Regions from separate parts of the Ovis aries genome. Here region 1 is linked to region 2. Evidence: chromatin contacts called from public Hi-C data. All regions are on one chromosome and are shown on one strand. Each heading gives the region's core, a stretch centred on a gene start, on an enhancer-like site or on the middle of the called end of the contact. The rest is flanking DNA. Distances are from core to core; before and after follow the strand shown.

Region 1 (3,585 bases), core at 920-3,419, 810 kb after region 2:
TTTTCTTTGTTGTGTGGTGAGGTCATCATATTTCTCTGGTTTTTGTTTATATTGTAACAAAATCAATATTTTTGTTATTGTTGTCATAGGTGTGCGTTTAAGAGGATTCTGAGAGGCTAAATGACATGTCTCAGGTTTCACAGTTAGAAAGTGGCAATTTTAGGACTGGAACTCCAGACTTCAGAGTTTATACTCAGCCATAACCCAGCTCTAGTGTCTTCTCCAGGAGAGAAAAGACAGCAGAGCAGGAAATAAAAGTGCTGGGGCTGTGTCTACACACACTAACAAAGGCAGTGGGAGAGAAGCAGGCAATTGTTCAGATAATTCAGAATATAACAAGTTAATACAACATGTTAAAAAAAAAAAAGATTTGTGGTGAGGAAGCTGGTGTTTCTGGACTGATGGTATGTGGGGGGGGGGGGCAAATTCTGCCAGTAGGATCTTGTAAACATTGGCCTCCAGCACTTGGGTGACAAGCCCCACCAGGGGAACTGTGTTCTTAGTCAGCTTACTTCTGGCCACTTGTCAGAGCCTCCGTGAGTGAACTGGGTCTGTGGGGCATCGCTGGGGCACCTGCTTGGGATGAGAGTGTGCTCCCCACGGCCCGGATAAGCCAGGTTGCAACCTGGGCCAAGGAACTGGAGAGGGAACTGCGGGGGCGGAGGAGGGGGCGGGGAAGGGGGGCGGCCTGTCGAGCGGAGACCCCTCTTTGTTTAGACCCTCTCTCCCATAGGCAGATCTAAGGCTAGATTATAAATTGGAAAATAGCCCCCCAAGTGGTCAAGGCCTAGAGAAGGTCTAGCGGAAAGGGGATTCAGGTGAATGGGCTGCGTCCCAAGGGGATCGAAGGTAAACATGTATTGGCCCTTAGGTCTGCGCGCACCCCTGATGAAACGAAGCGAGCTTCACACTGCCCTTTTGATGCGCCCAGCAGGTCAGGGCCTTGGAGGGGTGCAGTCAGGTAGGACAAGTCAGGGTCAGGAAGGGACTTGGGAGGCACCTGCGGCGATGCCCTGGGGTAGTCCGCCAGAGATGGGAGTGGGGAATGGAAAGAACAAACAGCTACCATCCCAAGTACCCGCCTTAAGGTCAAGTACATGCTGGAGTTACTGCGGAAATGGGGTGTGTGTGTGTGTGTGTGTGTGTGTGTGTGTGTGTGTGTGTGTGTGTGTGTGATGTGTATATGTGGGGTGTGTGTGTGGGTGGTTGGGTGGGTGTGTGTGATGTGTATATGTAGGGTGTGGGTTGGGGATGGCGAGAGCTGAGAAGAGTAACTGTGTTCCAGTGTGAGGCATGGTTTAACCTGGGTGGCGCCCTTGGCATACTGGGTGTAGGCAACAATCTGGCAACCCCGCCCAAGCAGGACCCCCAAACCACAGGTGTCTGGAAGTGCCTGGAAGTTGCAGCAGAACCTGATTTTGCCGAACTTTGCAGGCTTCTCACCTGAGATTGGGAACCAGTCAAGATCCAACCGGCAGGACCGCGGGTCGCTTCTAGATGCACTGGGTCACAGCCAGATGCTCAAATCTGCTACACTGGGGGCAGGACTCGCGCACTTACCCTCTTTTCCAGCCCGGGGGCTTGGGGACCCTCCCCCAGGGATAAGAATGGGGAGGTGGTCCTCCTAGAGGTTCCGTGGCATGGCGGCAGCCTGGGTGCAGCCCCGTGCAAGCAGCCTTGGACAGGCGAGCCAAGGGGTCCAAGCTGAAGTTGGGGTTCACCTTCCAGTGGGTAGGCGGCTTTGGAAGGAGAGCAGAGCACCAGGCGGCTGTCAGGCTGCGGCTAAGGAATGGACCTCTCTCTTTCATCAGATGCCTGGGGGATGGGAAGCCAAGAGAAGGGGGCTCCTGCTGGGAGTGTATCCCGACGCCCCCCTGCACCCCAGCTTGTGGTACGGCTTTAAAATCCTGCGGAGTTTGTCATAGGTCGGCCTCACCACGCATGCGCAAAGGCAAAGTTAGTTTTTTTTTCCTCCCATCCACCGCCCCCCCCCGCCCCCCGCCCACCCTCCCCTTCTTTCCAGCCGCCTTTGGTTCTCCAACTTAATTTTTTTTTTCTCTGAGAACACCAGGGGAAAGAGGAGTCCGGAGAGAGGGAGGGAGAGGAGGAGGCAGTTGGCCAGGAGGGCCGGGGGGTGGGGGGGGGGGGACGTGGTCCCTGCGGTCGGTCAGTCTGTCTGCGGGGCGCAGGATCGCGTGGAAGTTTGCTGCAAGCTCCCAGGCGCCGCCTCCGCCACCCGGAGTCCGGTTCCGTGCAGCCTCTGCCGAGTGAGCTCCTTCGCCGCTGCCGGAACCCGACCGCCCGCCGCCCGCCGCCCGCCGCCTGCTCTCCCGCCCCTCCGGCCCCGGCGCCAAACGAGGAGGTGGGCAGCCACGCCGGCCATGGACCGCCGGAGCTGAAGAGCCTCTGCGAAGCCCCTGGCCCTCGCGCCTCTTCGCCCTTTTCCCTGGAAAGGCGGGGGAAGAGAGGGGGACTAACCAGAAGAGAGAAAGAAGAGGGTAGGGAGGGGGAACCGGTGTCTCCCCCGGGGGCAGTCGCGCATCGACCCCGAACCCACCAGAGGCAGAACTTTCAGGGACGACTTTTACCAGTTTGCTCCCACCTTTTTGCCAAACCCTAAAAATGAAAGGACAAAAGTTGGCGCTGACTCTGGCAGCTCGGATGACGACTGGAGCGTTTTCAGCGGCATCTCCAGGAGAAAAAACCGTGCGCGTCTGATTGTTCTGTGGCCCCCAAGCTGCAGTGCGCGTGTGTGTCGGGGGTGTGTTTGGGTGTGTGTCTGTGTGTGTACACAGACGTCCACACACTCACTCGCAGCCGCGGGATCAGCGCCTGGAAGCAGACGTTTCGGCCACAGACTCAGACTCGTAGAGGAGGAGCTGGCGATCGGGAGGCGTGAGCCACCAAAAGTGCAGGATCCTGGTGTGAATGAACCGGAGGCACCTGGGCGCAGGGATCACCTCCCCCACACCCCGCCCCGGGCCAGAGTTGAGTTGTGGGGCATTTTTTTTCACCCTCTTGTGAAGAATTTTTTTTTTATTATTTGTTGTAAAGTCTTTTGCACAATCACGCCCACATTTGGGGTTGGAAAGCCCTAATTACCGCCGTCGCTGATGGACGTTGGAGAGGGAGCGCCTCGCCGAGGAACAGTCGCCTGCGCGCCCTCGCCGGACCCGCGGCTCCCTTGTTGCGCGCCGGCCGGGCCCTGCTCCTGCTGCTGGCAGGCGGACTTCGGCGCCCCCTCGGTTCCCGCGCGCATCCCAGCGCTACTCTGGCTCGGGCACCCAGACTCGAACGCTAGTGACGGCTTAGGCTCCAGTCCCCAGAGCCTGCCGGACGAGCCCTGGAGGAAGCCGCAGCTCTGCGCAGGATCGTCTCCTCAGGCTTAACGAGGACGCGCCGCTCCGGTTCTTCGGCTCCGGTGGCGACTTCCTCTCCGCGCCCCCCTCCCCCTCGCAATGAAGGTAGGTGTTCTCTGTGCCGCCGAGGCTCCTCACTTCTTTTTTTCTTTACATTGTTTTCTTTTGGAAGTTAACTGACCCCCCCCCCCACCTCTCCCTAACCCCCCTCCATTTCTCCTACCTC
Region 2 (3,496 bases), core at 458-2,957:
TAACCAAATTTGGAGAACCCCCAAAGCAGGTTAGAATTCATATCCCTTAATACCTTGTGGAAGTCAGCTGAGTATAGTGTTGAAAGGTCTGGGAGAAGACAGGTGAAAACTGTATTTTTAAAGCAACATTTTTCCCTCGGCCTGTTTTGTTAGACTGTGAGAATAAATTTTATCAAACTTCCAGCCTGTCTGTTTTGATCTTTTAATATTTGTTTAAAATTTAAAAGTAATGAAACTTTCTTGTAATAAGACCCTGATGCTGGGAAGGATTGAGGACAGGAGAAAAGCGGGTGACAGAGGCTGAGATGGTCGGATTGCATCACCGACTCAGTGGACATGAGTTTGAGCAAACTCTGGGAGACAGTGAAGGAGAGGGAAGCCTGAAAGTCCATGGGGTTGCAAAGAGTTGTACACGATTTAGTGACTGAACAGTAAGAGTTGCTTTGCATTAAATGGGAAAGTTAGCCACTTATACCAGTTAGGCTTAATAAAGCAATTTAGAAGCTGTTCTAGTTGGTGCATTACAAATGAAAGCCTCTGATTTTTCTGGCCTTGCAAAATTTTTCATGTTTTTACTTTCTAGGAGTGTATAGCAGGCTAGCACAGATAGGTGTATTAGAAACCTCTTGTATTTATAAATCAACTAGAAAATAAAAAGCTGACTGAAAGACTAAAAACAAAAATCACTTTGTACTTGTCACCGCCTTATAAATAACATAGACCTGAGAAAGGAAAGTTGAAGACACTTTTACCTGAAAGATAATAAAGTGAATGGGAATGGGCTTGTATCATCCACTGTATTTCTGATTCGGAAAATGTCTCCTCTAGTCAGTTTCCATGTAGGTAGTAAGAAGATAATGCTGTTTTAGGGGATTAGTTTGTGGTTGTGAAGACATCTAAGGTTACAACTTCACAGCACAAATGTGAGACAAAAAAGAAGTGGCAATCTTTGGAATGTTAACTTGTTATAGAGAGTTAAGATTGTACTCTCTTGAAGGAGGTCCTACTTACATGAAGATATTCATATTGGGGCCAAAATTTGTATAAATGAGAATAAAGTTAGTAAATTTAGATTGGACCTTCATCTGGCAAATGGAATTAATAGTATAGAATGAGTTTTCAAATCCTATATTTAACAAAATGTAGGCGACAGGTATAACTATGTGTTAATTTTAGTTTTTTAAAATAACCCCTTAGCATTTTTTCAGTCTTTGTTGAATCTGTTGCAATATTGCTTCTGTTTTCTGTTTTAGTTTTTTAACCGTGAGGGATATGGGATCTTAGCTGTCCAGCCAGGGATTGAACCTGCACCCTCTGCATTGGAAGGCAAAGACTTAATCACTGGACCTCCAGGGAAGTCCTCTGTGCTAATTTTTAGACAGAACAAAAGAATGAAACATAAATATCAATTTTCACTTAGGCAAAATGTTTCTGAAAAAATTGACAGCTACCGTGATGCAATATGTAACTCAGTGTTTGACCTTCACACTACCATTTTTTTAAAAAGGTCATTTTGCCAAAAAATATGTTGAACTTCCTCACATTTCCCAGAAGCTTCTTTAGTTTGCTGTTATTAAGATAACGCTCTTTTGGCATTTCTATCCTGGTAGTCATCCAAGCTCCACAGATCATCTCTAGTTGTTGGCTCCGTCTGAGATCCAGTGGTTCTCTGCCACCTCATGTTTGCTGAGTGCAAAATGTGTGCCAGACATGATGCAAGACAGGGAACAGTCAAGCAAAATCTCAAGGGTAGGAACACAAAGGTCTGATCCAGAAGACAGTGGGGTGTGCAGTTTGGCTAGAGAATAGGAGAGGCAGGGAGGATCAGAGGAAGTCCACAATGAAAGATGGTTAAGGTTTACCCTTCTTGCAAAGTATTGTACCTGTGAATGAAGTTATTAGGTGGAAGTCTGCATTGACTGCCCACCAGGCACTGTAGATAAAAATGTTCATAGGACAGACAGTGCCAATCTTTAGGGGAAAAAGACGCATTGCATGTAGTTAAATCATTTCAGTTATCAGATATGGTTGGAAATGTTTAACAGGGTTACTTAACCTAGTCATGGGGAAAAAGAAGGCTTCTCGTGGATCAGTGGTGTGTAAGCTGAGGCTTGAAGAGTTAAAAAGAATTCAAGGAGAACATTGCGAAGAAAAGTACAAGATGTATTGGAGGCAAAAGGATTGGCTTTATAATGGCTGGAGGCAGCAGACAGCTGGGTCCATAGTCAGAATCAAAGTCTAGAGCTGTGCTGTGCCATACGGCAGCCATAGTCTCATGTGACCTTAAGGACTTGAAATGTAACTAGTGCAACCAAGGCACTGAATTAATTGGCCGCTCCTGGCTGGTGGCTACCATACTGGACAACACAGGCTTAGAATACCTGTAACAGAGTGAGTAAGAAGGAGAGAGACTTTCATCAGGCTGAATAGGCCTGAAGAGAGATTTTGTGAGATATGGTAGACAATGGTGAGCAGTTAAGAGCTTTAGGAAACCACTATAGGGTTTTATGAAAGAGTAGGACATAATAAAACTGGCATTCTGCAACTGGCCTGGGAAAGGATGCCGCTGCTGGATTTGAACATGAAGTTGATAGTAGGAAAGCTGTCCCTATGAAGGATTGATCTGGAATGGGGTATGGGATGGACTGGACAGGAAATGGGGGGATGTGACAAGATCAGAGGGAGAAGAGGTAGAGCGTAGTACACAGGCTCTGGAGTCTGACTGCCAGAGCCAGATTATGGGCCTGCTAGTTTCAATTTGCCTGGAAGAAGGATGCCTCAACTGTGTGAGCAGTGCTTGGCCCTAGAGCTGGCCTGGCTCACAGAACTACAGGGCGCATGACAGAGGGGCTGTCTAAGCTTGCAGTCAAGTCTCTGGGAGTCACTGTGGGTTGCCATTCTGGGGATCTGGCATGGGGGCGATGTTCTCCCATTTTTTAAATTGGTGCTGAAATTAAGGGCCCTTTGTGACATCTCATTCAATCTTTTTTTGCCTTATTTGGTTAGCTTTTCACTAAACTTTTATGGAAAGTCTGTTATTCTCATCTGTTTCCCATAAGAAAGTGTTTGGCAGTGGCAGAGAGTCCCAGGACTTACGGGAGAGGAGTGGTTTCCTGAGGGTCTCCCGTAACTTTCTCATAGAGCTTACTTTCCCTGGTTGCAGACCAAAGGGACTGGTGGAACAAATTTGCTTTCTCTCTGGAGAAGACAGAGAGGGGTGCCTAAAAAGGTGCAAAGAGAATCTGAGCAGGCAGTGTATGTGGAAGTTAAGACTCTGGTTGCAAGAAATCATAGCTAGCACAATTAGAAAAGGAGTCTGTACTGAAAGGGCAGCATGTGGAATTCAAGCGCTGGATGCCGTTGGCCCTGAGGAAGGGCTGGCAATAGGAGCCCGAGGACTGCCAGGATGTTCCAGCTTGTTTGAGCACAAGCCTCACTTGTGCTGTCTTGGTCCGTATGATCAAATCAGCAAACCCAGAGCTCTCAAATTTACCTT

What was found. A called contact is a pair of places that touch in the nucleus more often than the background predicts.
Region 1: a contact with region 2 is called in a Hi-C map of tail adipose tissue, with 3 times the contacts expected there. The contact joins the promoter of WNT5A here to the enhancer-like site in region 2. A contact is called at or near these places in 2 of 16 Hi-C or Micro-C datasets (liver and tail adipose tissue).

Annotation. Positions count from the first base shown.
Region 1 is chr19:45,664,012-45,667,596 of ARS-UI_Ramb_v3.0, forward strand. It overlaps WNT5A (Wnt family member 5A), which reads left to right and starts at 2,170. Exons shown (of 5, transcript XM_004018630.5): 1 at 2,170-3,464. The coding sequence starts at 3,459. It overlaps LOC132658184 (a long non-coding RNA gene), which reads left to right. Exons shown (of 4, transcript XR_009597432.1): 4 at 1-675.
Region 2 is chr19:44,851,529-44,855,024 of ARS-UI_Ramb_v3.0, forward strand. All of the region lies in intron 3 of ERC2 (ELKS/RAB6-interacting/CAST family member 2), which reads left to right. Among named protein-coding and RNA genes, the nearest start is that of ERC2, 210 kb to the left of the region's middle. Within about 2 kb of position 1,708, at least 2 of the 54 cell types and tissues checked have an H3K27ac peak or open chromatin away from gene starts, as enhancers often do. A contact at or near this core is called in liver and tail adipose tissue, where this site is marked.